Regions from separate parts of the Zea mays genome. Here regions 1 and 3 are each linked to region 2. A link is a contact called in public Hi-C data. All regions are on one chromosome and are shown on one strand. The core of a region is the stretch at or near the end of the contact, and the rest is flanking DNA. Distances in the headings are between cores, read along the strand shown. Region 1 holds the start of LOC100286100 (tsi1-interacting protein TSIP1). Region 2 holds the start of LOC103632778 (putative leucine-rich repeat receptor-like serine/threonine-protein kinase At2g24130). Region 3 holds the start of LOC100191895 (Eukaryotic aspartyl protease family protein).

The links. Hi-C and Micro-C count contacts between places; a contact is called where the count stands out from the background.
Region 1: a contact with region 2 is called in a Hi-C map of ear, with 2.1 times the contacts expected there. The contact joins the promoter of LOC100286100 here to the promoter of LOC103632778 in region 2. A contact is called at or near these places in 2 of 25 Hi-C or Micro-C datasets (ear and tassel).
Region 3: a Hi-C map of ear shows a contact between it and region 2, with 2.8 times the contacts expected there. The contact joins the promoter of LOC100191895 here to the promoter of LOC103632778 in region 2. A contact is called at or near these places in 3 of 25 Hi-C or Micro-C datasets (ear and tassel).

Annotation. Positions count from the first base shown.
Region 1 is chr7:122,936,161-122,940,706 of Zm-B73-REFERENCE-NAM-5.0, reverse strand. It overlaps LOC100286100 (tsi1-interacting protein TSIP1), which reads right to left and starts at 2,985. Exons shown (of 3, transcript NM_001158988.2): 1 at 2,649-2,985. The coding sequence starts at 2,870. It overlaps LOC111589723 (a long non-coding RNA gene), which reads left to right. Exons shown (of 2, transcript XR_002748811.2): 2 at 1,449-1,857.
Region 2 is chr7:122,703,374-122,707,887 of Zm-B73-REFERENCE-NAM-5.0, reverse strand. LOC103632778 (putative leucine-rich repeat receptor-like serine/threonine-protein kinase At2g24130) reads right to left here and starts at 3,165. Exons shown (of 2, transcript XM_008654511.2): 1 at 1-3,165. The coding sequence starts at 2,817.
Region 3 is chr7:122,848,738-122,853,197 of Zm-B73-REFERENCE-NAM-5.0, reverse strand. It overlaps LOC100191895 (Eukaryotic aspartyl protease family protein), which reads right to left and starts at 3,148. Exons shown (of 2, transcript NM_001137319.1): 1 at 2,892-3,148; 2 at 814-2,232. The coding sequence starts at 3,075. The coding sequence ends at 914. LOC111589721 (a long non-coding RNA gene) reads right to left here and starts at 2,880. Exons shown (of 2, transcript XR_002748809.1): 1 at 2,762-2,880; 2 at 2,366-2,668.

The DNA.
Region 1 (4,546 bases), core at 1,736-4,235, 230 kb before region 2:
CCACAAATTTGATTCATAGCCTTCTAGGTAATGCAAATTTAACTTTTAAGCAGCGCACATCATATAATTAACATTGCATATATTTTTATTAGTTAGACCTTTCAGGAACTAAAAGAAACCAATTAGAAGTACTAAAGTAGCATTTCCATTTTCAATCCATGTTCTCCAAATCAGGTTTATGTCACATACATGGAAAAAATCAACACCATGTTGTTCCAAATCTTTGGAATACTTCCCCTTATTTTGTACACACAGGTAACTGAATAAATCAGATAATAAAAAAGCAATCCTAGCATATAAATATGCCTTAGAGTGAGGATATTTTCTTCTTGAAGACAACACCACGCTCTGCCAAACAATAATAGTACCAATACTCTAGTTATCACGTAAGGGAAAATTAGTTGTACAGCTCCTTTGAGCAAATCCTAAATCCTAATTAACCACAAAAATTCAAATTTCACATAAAAACATACAAAATTGGTAAAAGATAGAGTAGCTAAGCGTTGTTAAAAGGAGGGTATACATAGGTTAACTAAACAGGTAGCTTAAACATCGAAAGGACCTCTATCTGAGTTGGTTATGTGGTCTGAGTAGCACTCCTCAGGTCTTGAGTTTGACTCCCTATGGTAGCGAATTTTAAGCTGGGTTTAAAGAAGTCTCCTCTTCTGTCCTACGCTAAAGCATAGGTCTAAGGCCTGGCCCAGATTGTGGTCGTTCTCATATGGGTTGTGGTGCCGTTGTGTATGGGTAGAGCAGGGGTTTTATTGGCATGTGTTAGGTCTTCTTCTTAATGCAACACATGAGAGTTGTCTCACTCCCCACAAGTCGAACATGTAGCTTAAACTCTCTTAAATCGTGCAGGGTCCTAGGGTTAACAAGAAACTTCATGTTCTCTTAATTTCAATAAGTTGAAGCCCTTTGCCCCCAAATTCTCAAGGGAGTTAGCTAGGCTCCTACAGACAACATTGGGCTTCTCAATGAAGCTTAAGAGGGTGTTTGGTTGACTAACATGGTTTGTCACAATGAACACAAGCAAAGACCACAAGATTGACCATTGCTTGTTCACAAGTCACGATAAAATGTGTGATTGCCACTTTCTTAGGTTCTAGCCCCATCTGCCATACATATAAACCAAACTACCGCAAGTATGGTGAATAAATTGTTTACCACGAATTGTGGCTTACTACAATTTCAGCACAAACGGTGTCTAACAGAATACTCAAAGTAGTTGAAGCTCTTCTCCGCAAATTTCTTAGAAGAGCTAGTGAAGCTCCCCAATCAAAAATAAGTGTCGTTTTGGGATTATCTCGGTTCAATTATTCCAAACTTTGGCTACATACTAATTTTTTTTTAAGTATTGAATTGTAGAAAACTAAGTCTGGACTTTGGTTCTCCGGAATTTAAACTTAGTTGCAGTGGTACATCCAACCTCTACATGTCGTTTCCAGGAATGGTGGTGCAGGTCTAGAAGATCGGTCGCCAAGATATTACGCAAGGGATTCAATTTTGTAGTTATTCTTGTTGACTGGGAAGTTTGGAAGCACAAGAATGCTGCTGTTGTTTGAAGGAACTTCTCTGAATGTCCAGTTTGTTCTTCAAATGATAGAAGAGGGATGCCAAATGTGGCATTTGCCGGTGCTTCTGCTCTTCGGGAGCTCATCCTGAGGTCGCTTGCTCTATACGGGGCCCCATAGTTTGGGTTATATGTCTGAATGTATGCACTCAATGCTATGGGGCCATTTGAACCAACAGTGACTTGTACTGGATTATGAGTCCAACATCTACATATACTAGTACAATGTCCGTGCATTGCGACAACACACAATCTTATTATTGTTATATTATGCATGATTAACACTGTAAATTGTATATACTTTTTTGACTGAAACATTGAGTAGATAGCCACCTTAGGATCAACTATTTAATTTGTACCAAAACCAACCTCACCAAAAGTTAGCCCATCGCCGAGGAACGTCGTGCCCGACCTGCCGTATAGGCCTCACCCATCGTCGAGAAAGAGACAGGGAGAGGAATATGCGTACCAGGGCCCACCCAACCGGTGCACGACCCGCCATATAGGCCTTGCCTGTCGTCGAGGAACGTCGTCCCCGCGTGAGTAAGTTAGATGCAGGGGAGTCATGTTAGTTGGGCGCAAGAGATGAGGGGAATCTCCGTAGATGACCACATGTTAGATTAGAAAGAAGTATAATGACTCTTTTGCAAAAGGGGCGATAGTAGGAACCAGAAAAATTGGTGTTTTATAGGAGTAGATACTGTTTCTGGTATCTTCTACCTGTGGCGCTGGAATGGATGTTTGGACATTGAATCATCATGGTAACAGCATTTTGTCATCTCTAACTGAAATTTTCCAGATTAGGGTATTGAATTCAGTTGATCATCGCGCGAAATCGCCACAGAAATCCCATTTGACATACAAGTCCGAAGCCCCAAACTCTGATACGGTGTTCACTGTTGAAGCATACACCTTACACAAAGGGAAAAAAAACCTAGCCACGCGCCTACACCCACAACTACGGAACAATCCTAAAACGACAACAACTAAACACGTCGCATAACGGGCCAATCGAACAAACAAACAAACAAAAATCCCGGAAGTAGAGCGATTAGGGGGAAGGGGGGAGGGGGACCTGGGAGATTAGCCAGGCGCGCTCTATACGCTTGGTGAAGTCGGATGAGCTCCCGGGTGAGTCGACGGTGGAGGCCATGGGAGCGAGGAGCCGGCGCCTTGGAGTCCGCCGAGAAGAGCCAGTGAAAGGCTTCCGGAGGCTTCCAGGAGGGGTGGGGCGACGGGGGCATGGGGTGAAGGCTGCCCCGTGGGCCCCGCAGATGGTCGCCGCCGGCGTCTGCATCGCACGGAGGGACTCCTCCGGCGCTTCGCTTCGGGTAGGAGAGAGGCGGGGCGGCAGGAGGCAGGGTATCGTGGGCCTCCTGTTCCCACTGGGTCCACTGGTTCGATCGATCGCGCTAGGCTGTCCGCACTCATGGACGGTAAAATCCCCTTATACCCTTTAGCGTGCACTCGCAGCCTGCAGCAACCGACGCTACACTCTACTGCATCAATGCCGAGGCAGCCTCAAACTCCAGATATAGCGCTCAACTGTGGGACGGCTGCAGGTGTGAGGCGGGTCCAGCATAGGTATAGTGTGTATAAAAAAAATTGAAAAAAGAATATAATATATGGTAGTTAGTATAGGGTTGAGATATAGCGTAAACATGGCTGCGGAGATTTATGGTATAGAGTAAAGAAGTTTGCTGACAAGGACGGAATGTTTTTTTAAAGTAGAAATTTAGAGTTATATGAGTGCGGATAGCCTAACACCAGTCCTGTTCCTTAGGCAGTTTGAGCATCAGCTGCTCTGCTGCTGTGGGCCTGTGGCTGTGGCTGTGCTAGTGCCCTAGTCCCTTTACAAAGATATTTTAACACTTTTTTATACGTAATGTATATATATACATATGTATAGTAAAAAAACTATAAGCTAAAATATTTTATAATTTAGAACAGCTGCACGCAGCAACGACTAAGACTATCGTGCGGTTTGGTTTGGTCTTTTTGTCCGTTATCGATTCATGGAGTAAATTAATTACGTTGTTTCGTGTTTGGTTAGAACATTTTGTATTGGTTCACAGAGCTATAGCATTGGTTGATAGGTGGTATGTAACTCCGTTCTATCACGACGTCTTACTATCACGACGACTCGACCGATTCTGCTTCATATTGATTTAGATGATTTTCACCAAAAACAGTTTTTATATAAATAGACTGAAACGCTAAGTGATTAGTAGTCCGCAACAACTTCTAATGACTAGAATCTGAATGTAAATTATTGGACCAACGGCCATCTGCGAGTAGCTCATCGTTGGCTTGTGGTGTCTATTCCTGTTGAGATCGGAAAGGGTTGGGTCGACTTATCTTGTTCGTCTGCTTCTGCATTGCATTTTTGCGTCCACCGGCGCCGGTTCTTTCGTTCGCCCAGCGGAGCGGAGCGGACCGGGTGGCCACCGGATCCATGCGCCTCCTCACAATGACAGACAGTGACAGTGACACACAGGCTGCCCAACTGTCAAATTAAATGATGTGACGGCCAGCTAGGCCGCGCGTGCCCGTGATTTGTCAGCGACGATCACCGTGGTGCCAATGCGAGCCATGGGGTGCGGCGGCGCATGCCATGGCATCCAAAAGACCGCAGGCTAAAAGAGAAAGAACGGAGTATCTTTTTGGATGAAAGAGAAAAAAAAAGCAGCAAATCTGATAAATAACATACACAGTGTGGGTCATGTGACTTGTGATGGCTATGGTCGAACTGAAGCCAAGGTTGCTTTCACGTTGAACGTTCGATTCCATGGCCGCCGTCAATCTTGATGATAGTGTACATGACATGAATCACAGGGCAAAAAGCATAAATAAATAAATAAATAAATAAAATAATAGTACTGGTCAATTGGTCCCCGTTCGACTGTTGTACATGCATGTACGATAAGCTTATACTCCCTCCAACCTAAATTTCATGCTACTTCTCTCTCGTTG
Region 2 (4,514 bases), core at 1,916-4,415:
CGCGGTCATGTCGTCGTTGATGAGGACGTTGCTCGGCTTGAGGTCGCAGTGGATGACCTTGACCGGCGAGTGGTGGTGCAGGTACGCCATCCCCTCGGCGATGTCGCTGCAGATGTTGACCCGCTGCACAAGGCTCAGCTCCGCTGGCGGCCCCGCGTAGAGGCACCGCTCGAGGCTGCCGTTGGCCATGAACGGCAGCACCAGCGCCTTGAAGTCCGGCAGGCTGCACGCCGTGACGATGCGCATGAGGTTCCGGTGCCGGATGCGCTTCAGGACCTGGCACTCGCGGTTGAAGCTCTTGGTCGAGTTCCCCGTCTGGAGCTGCAGCACCTTCACGGCGACCATGGTACCGTCGCGCAGCGCGCCACGGTACACCCGCCCGTAGCTGCCCGTCCCAACGAGCCGGTCTTCGCTGAACTCGTCGGTGGCCTCGACCAGCTCCCTGTACGTAATCCGGGGGAACTTGTACTTCATCACCGGCGACGAGCCGCCGCCGCGGCGACCCCTGAACATGTCCTCCCGCATTGACGCGACCCGCTCGCGGATCTTACGGACGCTGACGGCGCAGAGGATCGTCAGCGCGAACGCCAGAACCGCTGAGCAGACACACAAGACAACTAAGAACTTCCTGGACTGGTACCACGAGCGGTGGCGCTCTCTGCAACGCCTCAGCACCGGACCAGAGAGGCGACGGTTGCCGAGGTAGGAGAGGCAGCTGAAATTCACGAAAGGGCCGGTGGTGGGGACGACGCCGCTGAAGTCGTTGTATGACAGGTTGAGGTATTTCAGCATGTAACAGTCGGTCAGGCTAGTGGGGATCTCACCGCTCAGGTGGTTGTTCGAGACGTTGAGGCTCTCGAGGTTCTTCAGGCCGCCGAGCTCCGGAGGGAGGTCGCCGGCAAGCGAGTTGTGTGACAGGTCGAGCACCGTCAACGCAATGCACTCCCCGAGCCTGGGCAGGATCTCGCCGTTGAAGTTGTTCCAGGACAGGTCGATCTTTTCCACTTGCTGCATGCTGCCGAGGCCGGCCGGCAGCTTGCCCCCAAGCTGATTGCGCGACAGGTTCAGTGTCTTCATGGCGATGCCGGTGATCTCCTCTGGTATCACCCCGGTCAAGCTGTTGCAGGAGAGATCGATGACCAGCAGAGCGGTGCACCGGCCGAGGCTTGAAGGTATGGCGCCAGACAGCTCGTTTCTCTGCAGGGTGAGAGTCTGGAGCTCGGAAAGGCTCCTGATGCTGCTGGGGATGGCCCCTGACAGCACGTTGCCCGACAGATCTATCTCGCCGAGGCCCGTGGCGTCGCCAATGCACGCCGGAATTTCGCCTGTCAAGGCGTTGTTGGACAGCACGAGCCGTTCCAGTCTCTTTAGCCGGCAGAGGGACGTTGGGATCGTCCCGTTCAGCAAATTGCTCGACAGGTTCAACCACATCATGTTGATAATGTCCCCTATAGACGCCGGGATTGGGCCCTCGATGGCGTTCAGCTCCAGGTTGAGGTGCCCCGTGTTCATCGGGAGCAGCGATCCCAGCCGCCATGGCAGCTGCCCACGCATCCCCACAGCGCCGGCCTCCACCTCCTGTAAGAGCGTGCAGTTGGACAGCGCGACGAAGAACGGCTCCAGGTTGCTGTTGTTGTCGTGGCTCAGGAAACGGTTGTTCGACAAATGCAGGTACGTGAGCTCCTGATTGCCCGAGATGATACTTGTGGGCAGCTCGTCGTCCAGCAAGTTGTTCTCCACATCCAGCGTCATCAGTTGGGTGCAGTTGGCGAGCCACCGTGGAAGCGTCCCGTTCAGATTGTTGGAGTAGAGATTGATGACGACGAACAGGCAGCGGGCGCTCGAGATGGCGCGGGGGATTTCGCCAGAAAGATTGTTGTCGCCGACGTCGAGGAGGGCCAACTGTGTGCAGTTCAGCAAGATAGCCGGTGGGATGGTCCCGGACAGGTCGTTTTGCTCGAGCCCGAGATAGAACATGGCCGTCAGCTCGGAGAGGGAAGGCGGTATTCCGCCGTGGAGTTGGTTACCGCGGAGGTGAATCGCGCCAAGGTCCCGGATGTTGGAGAGCTCGGCTGGAATCTGCCCCGTCAGCTGGTTGCCGGACATCTCAAGCTCCAGGAGGCTTGTCAGGTTGCAGATGGCCAGAGGGATCCCTCCAGAGACGTTGTTGTTCTGCATGTACAGGTACTCGAGGCGAGTCAGGTTGCCGATGGACAGAGGAATGGCGCCGGAGATGTTGTTGTCGGAGACGTTGAGGCTCTGGAGCTGCTCCCCAATCAGGCTGCCGAGGGCCAGCGGGATGTCACCGGAGATGAGGTTGTAGGAGACGTCGACGTTCCGGAGCATCCGGAGTGGTAACAGGCTGCTGAAGATCGAAGGGATGGTGTCGGAGATATCGTTGTTGTTCAAGAAGAGGCTCTCCAGCCGCGTGAGGTTGGCGACGGACGCCGGTACCTGGCCAGATATTTTGTTGTTGGACAGGTCGAGGATCCGGAGGTGCGAGAGCTCGCCAATGACCGGTGGGATGGCGCCGGCGATGCCCACGTTGGCGAGAGAGAGCCCGACAACGTGCCCTTGCCGCCAGTCGCAGGTGACGCCGGTGAAGCCGCAGACGTGGGCGTTGGACTCGTTCCAGTCCGCCAAGGCCGCTGCCGATGGCAGCCTGAGCCCCTGCTTCAGGGCCAGCAGAGTCGCCTTCTCCTGCAGCAGGGCCTGTCGCTTCTGCCGCCCCGGTACGTCGCCGGCCGACGTCGACGCGGCGAGGAAGAGGACGACAAGGATTAGCATCAGGAGGAGAATGGCCGTGCGGGCCCTCATCCTCTCCTCGTCGGATGGCACCGGTGCAGTACTAGTAACCACCAGGGGATGGCGATGATCGGACCTATTGGCTAGCTAGATTGCACCTAAACCACTACTACATGACAGTGGCATCTGTCTAGCTCGATCGAGCTTGTTATGCGACGAACAACCAGAGTGAGCTGCACCTGCTTGAGAGTTGAGAGCGAAGCATGGAAGCTGCAACAGGTCTGCAGGGATGGGGATGGTTGTGGAATGGCTATGCCTATGCCCTGCCTTCCGTTGGTTGGAGCTTGGAACGGCCTAGTGGACGCTGGAGACGTCGTCCGCGATGCCATGATTGCGCGGCGCACGACGCAGGTCTTTTCTACCCGGTTTGTGCATGATGAGTAGGTTGGGGGGCGCGCGAGCCACTGAGCCAGTTGAGGGGACGGCGGGGAGCGTGTGTGTGCGCGGCCGCGCCCATGAGACAGCGACGGTGGCGAAAGTGACTGGTTTGGCAGCGGTGGTAGGCTCCGGCGACTCGGCGAGCACAGCGCAGGAGATTGTGGGGAAGGATGACAACAGGGCTGTGCACTTCGTTTCAGGTTTGCTGCCGCACTCAGCGCGAATGCCAGTAGGTCAACGCATGCACGGCCCTGAAGTGGTGCCTGCTAAGCAAATCCTAAGTGGCCTAGGCAACACCGCAACATAATTTGTTTCTCTAAAACAGTTTGGTTGAACACAATGAAATTAACAACTCGGCTAGCAAATAAAACAAACCCACAGTTTTTTTAGGAAACCCCAAGAATTTGAAACACCGAATTAGGCCCCGTTTCAATCTCACGGGATAAACTTTAGCTTCCTACTAAACTTTAGCTATATGAATTGAAGTGCTAAAGTTTAGCTTCAATTACCACCATTAGCTCTCATGTTTAGATTACAAATGACTAAAAGTAGCTAAAAAAAGCTGCTAAAGTTTATCTCGCGAGATTGGAACAGGGCCTTAGTAAAGTTATGAAAGTTGGAAGAAAAAACATCGATGAGTATGATAGCATCAAGCATCCAAACATACTGAATTCCACTTCAAACAATGACATTTGCCGGAGGAAACAAAAAAACAGAGAGATATTTTTCAGGGAATCGGGAGAGGATAATAATAAGCATTCAAATCTGTATTTTCGGTTTCTCTTGTATATTCAAAGTTCGAGTTGAATATTCAGAAGGATGCTACGTGTGTTGAGAAAATTTTTCTACCTATTTGCATGGCATTTTTTAAGGCTGACAGTGAATGTATTGGCTGGCTTTTAAGCTAATCACCAAACAAACCATAGGGCCAAATGCACGGCGCGCGGGGTCCTTTCTGCGTAAGCATGGACCGTCCGCGACTGTGCAAAGCGCTTTGGTCTTCCTTGCAGATGCGTGGACTGTCCGCATATGAGCAACGGACCATTCACGAGACGCGTCCGCATATGAGCAACGGACCATTCACGAGACGCGAATAGGGTTTCGTAAATCTCCTGCAAAAACTAGATCTTGCCCTCATGAAAGGATCCCATCAAGAGAGAAAAACAGATCTTATGGTTGTCTTGGAATCGACAGACCATCCAAGACGTCTCTAAAGTATGTTGAGCCGAGGAGAGGTGGGGATTCAGCACTTATAGGGTGTTTGATTTGAGAAAAACTAGTACATCATCTTCTCACTCCTCACTTTTTGTTTGGTTTGTGGAATGAAATGA
Region 3 (4,460 bases), core at 1,899-4,398, 150 kb before region 2:
GGTCACTAAGGCCATGTTTGGTTCGGTCGGGATAGGAGGAGATTAAGGCCGTGTTAGATTAGAGGTGGATCAAGAGGGAACGAAGGGGATTAAATTCTCTTCTATACAAATTTATATAAATCTCCTCCACAGTTAGGGTGGATTGAGGGTGATTAGAGAGGATTTAATTCCCCCATCACTCTCAAACCGAACACGCTATAAGGAGATTAAATCCCCTTCTACTTAATTTTGGCTAAGAAGTGATTTAACCTCCTCTAATTCTCTCCTATTTAGATGCAACCGAACGAGCACTAAGATTTTGTTTGTGCAATCTAGTATTCACCATAATCCACATGTGTTGAGATGGATTGAAGTATAAATTAATTTATTTTACACCATAATCCATCTCAATATATGTTGATTGAATAAATACTAGAATAATCAAACAAAGACTAAAAGGACGCCTCATCGCCTTTTCAGTTCCGAGAAAGCTTTGCAGTGCCTTGTACACCTATAATTCATGGAGATTCGAATACGTTTCACTAATCTCTGTGGTAGTTAGCATAGCACCGTAGCAGCCACCCGGTTGTATGGACGTCTTCTGCGGCAGGGTTCAGTTAGCAATTGCTCAGTCGTATTGCCTACAGATTTGGTTAGAAGGTAAACGCAGAAAGAATCCCCATTGGGTTCCCTGCAGCGCAAATTGATCTCGGATGAAGCACAGAGAAACGGCGGGAAGCCAGGGTAAAAAAAAAAAAAAAGGTAACCGCGAGCAGTGCTTGTTCATTTGCCAACAACTGAACACCTTGTTACCATTTGCCAATCACCAGGGGTAATCTCGAAACAAATCTGCAAGTAAGTATAAAGGTATTCACATATATAGAGCCCATGGCCGCCCGCTGCATCCCAATCCCAATCCCAATCCGAGTCAAAGTCAAATATAACCACACGTCTCCTGCGCGAAACCAACCTGAGACGCCGAGGTGTCGAAGACGACCCTCAGGTTCTTCTGCTGGTAGTTGCCGATGATGGAGGTCTCGTCCTCGGATTTCAGGGAGGCCACGGCCAGGCACACCTGTGAGGAGTCGCTGCTGACGAAGTAGAGCACGCCGCCGGAGTCCACCTCCACCTCCGCGCCGCCGTCGAACACGAGAGTCAGGCTGGGCACCTGGACTTCCTTGAGCCCGGTCATGTTGAAGCAGGTGTCGAGGATGGAGAACCCTGGCGCCTGCGGGTACTCCGCGAGCTGGCTCATGAACTCGGCCCTGACGGCGTTGTAGACCGACGGCACGAGGCTGGTGATCACGGTGCCCGAGTCGACGATCGCCCTGGCCGAGAAGCCCGTGGACTCCACCTCCTGGCCGCCGACCGTGATCCCGGTCAGGTTCACCAGGTAGAAGGGCCCCTGGAGCAGCGGGTCGGAGTTGGACACCATCGAGGTGTACACGACCGGGGTCGAGTTGCGGTACGCCGACGGGTCGTCGCCCAGCACCAGCGAGCCCGACGCGTCGGACTCCCTGCTGAGCGGGAGGCAGTAGGAGAACACGCCGCCGAACTGGTCCACGGTCTGCGACACGAGCGAGAGCTGGCTGCGGCCGAGCCCCATGAGGCCCGACGTGCCGCCGAACGGCGGGCCCTGGTTGCTGGTGCCGCACCCGAACACGAAGCCGTCGATGACCTCCCCGGCCAGGCTCAGCCTGTCGTGCGCCAGCACGCCGCGGGAGTAGGAGCCGTCGCGGTAGCTGAGCGCGTAGCTGCAGGCCGCCGGCCGCCCGGCGTCGCACGGCGGCGCGCCCGCGCCCGCGCCCGTGGCCAGCTGCTGCTGCAGCGCGTCGCAGGAGGGGGAGTCGCACGGCACCGCGGCGTAGGACGGCGACGAGGACGGGTCGAACAGCGGGCCCTGCTGGTCGTGGCACGACTCGCACGGCGCGCACTGCACCCACGTCAGCTCGCTGGCCGTGTCCACGATCACCGTCGCCTCGCCGCCGCCCAGCCCCACGGTGGCCACGTAGTTCAGCGTCCGGAGCCTCGCGCCCGAGCTGACGGGCACCTGCGCCTTGGACGCCGTCACCGCCACCTCGGCCGACGAGCTGGTCGTCGTCAGCCGGTAGTGCTCTATGCGCCCTTGCAGCGACGAGACGCGCGCGGCGTCGGTGGACAGGAGAGCGTCCGCCTCCTCCTCCCTGCTGTTGGCCGGCGCAGGGCTGAAGCTGTGGTGCCTCAGCTCGAGCACCGTGGCGCCACCCACCGCCCCTGAACATCGCAAGCAAACCGGGAGTCAGCGGACTGGACACCTCTTCTCTTTCTCCCCCTTTCTCTCACTCTTTCTACGCTTGAGCAAGCAGCTCAAAAATCTGTGATGGTGTCACCACCCACCACATGGAAATTTAGTAATTTACTATTCTTATAGTTGTTTATGTAACCCATCCACATTGAAAAGTACTTGGGACGTGCTACTTCTGGCAGTGGCAGAGCCCTGACCCCGAAAAACTGAAAAAACACCATGGAAATCGCATCGCCATTCCTCCTGCAGCCCTACCATTTCCATGGCAAGACGAGCGCGTGTTGCTTTCCATTTAAGCTCTTTTCTTCTTCTTCTCTCCTTCTTCTTCTGACATTATTAGCGCTTGCACGATTTCCAAATACAACCCATTTGCAGAACGGAAGCGAGCAGGGAGAATCTGTGACGCTTCACCGAGAAGAGAAAACAATCTATGGTTATGAACAGAGGCAGATTATTGCCATTGCTGCTGGTTGGGGACAGAAGCATGTGCGTACGTACGTTGGGACGGACTAGCTGAATCTTTCTGGTGTCCCACCCACCCGGCCCCAACCCTCCTCTTCTTCCATCCAAGAACACCGGAGAAACGGGGCGGGGAGACGGAACGCGGGTGATGAGGGAAGGAACTTACTCGACCTCAGGTGGTGCCGCCTCTGCCTCCCTTGCAAGGCTCTCCTGCTCAGGTGGTGCCGCCTCCCCTCCTCAAGGTCAAGGTCAAGGCAATGCACGCCGCCATTACCACCTGCTGCGGCGGCGGCGAGGAGGAGGAGCAGCAGGAGAGCAGCTGCCACAGCAGTGCAAGCTCCCCATGCCATCACTCGCTCGGCTAGCTTGGCTCCAGCTCACTCACTCACGGGAGGGAGGGAGAAGAGGAGAGAGAGAGAGAGGTCAGGATGGGAGGAGGAGGAGGGTGAAAGATTCTCGGTGGCGTGAGCAAGTGATAGGTGAGGTAGGCTTGTTGCGGCGCATGGGAACAAAGGCGCAGCAGCTGGCGGCTGGCCGTCGGGTCGGGGGTGGGGTGTGGTGGTGTACTCGCTTCGCTCTCGCTGTGGCCTGTGGCTGTGGGTGAGGAGAGGAATTATTGGGGGGGCTTCACATGCATGTCCTCTTGCTTGGCCGCAGCACCAGACAGTGCTCACAGCGCAGCGCGCACACACACGCACGCTCCCCAGACCTTCTCTCTCATCTCATCTCATCTCTGATCTCTCACTCCTAGCACACCTCCGTTTTCTCTCTCTGACTCTCTGAGCCGGCCGGACCCTCGCTGCTGACACGTTTCTTTATTACCACCACTACTACTACCAACGTACTAGCAGTAGATCGTCCAAAAAAAAACGTACTAGCAGTAGACATGGAGGAGGGACGTGTATCTTGTGGTGAGGAAAAAGAGGCGGGGAGGAGTTTAGTCATCAGAGTGCGTGGGTGGACGCATTGAAAACCGGGCGTAAGTGGCATTAATGTCTGCGGCAGGGCAAGGCGCGCGCGGGGGTGGTGGTCAGCGACGCAGCCTTGTCCGGCGCACACTGTAGCTAGCACGGAGAAGAAGATGCCAAGAGGAAGGCGGAGGAAGACGACCCAGGCCGTGGCGTTGCACTGCACTGCAGTACTGGGAGTAGGATTGATACGCGCGGCGCGTAGGAGTAATTGGGTTCCGAACAAACAAGCAAACGGATCGAACAGTGCGTGGCGAGAGCGAGACGACCTCGATCGAGCACATGTGATGCTCTGGAGTCACGCCTGGTGAAGTTGCAACTGGCGGAGTAATGGGGGGATCGTCGGGACTAGTCGCTTAGTCACGCCTGGAGTACTTGATTCCGGTGGTAAATACAAATATGTTATAGAGGTGGCATCATGTCGATGGCTCTCTCTATATATAACTAAACTTTTAGTTGGCTATATATATAGCATAAAAATAATATAAAACTCGCTATAGGCTATATTATTAACCTTGCTCTTAAAATGAAAGGAAGATAGGACCATAGACGAAACATTGTCATCGTAGTAATCTTCAACCCCTCCATCATCACTATCAGCTTCGATTTTCTTCGATTCTCGTTCCCTTCGATTTTTGTTCCGAGGGGGTGGCCCTACGTTAGTCGAGCAAACAAAAAAGGAGAGGTATTAGCGGGACCATATCTATTGGAAGGACGTAAATGTTTTGACAAGGGACAAGTTATCCAGTGTTTTCTGAGGATGGTCA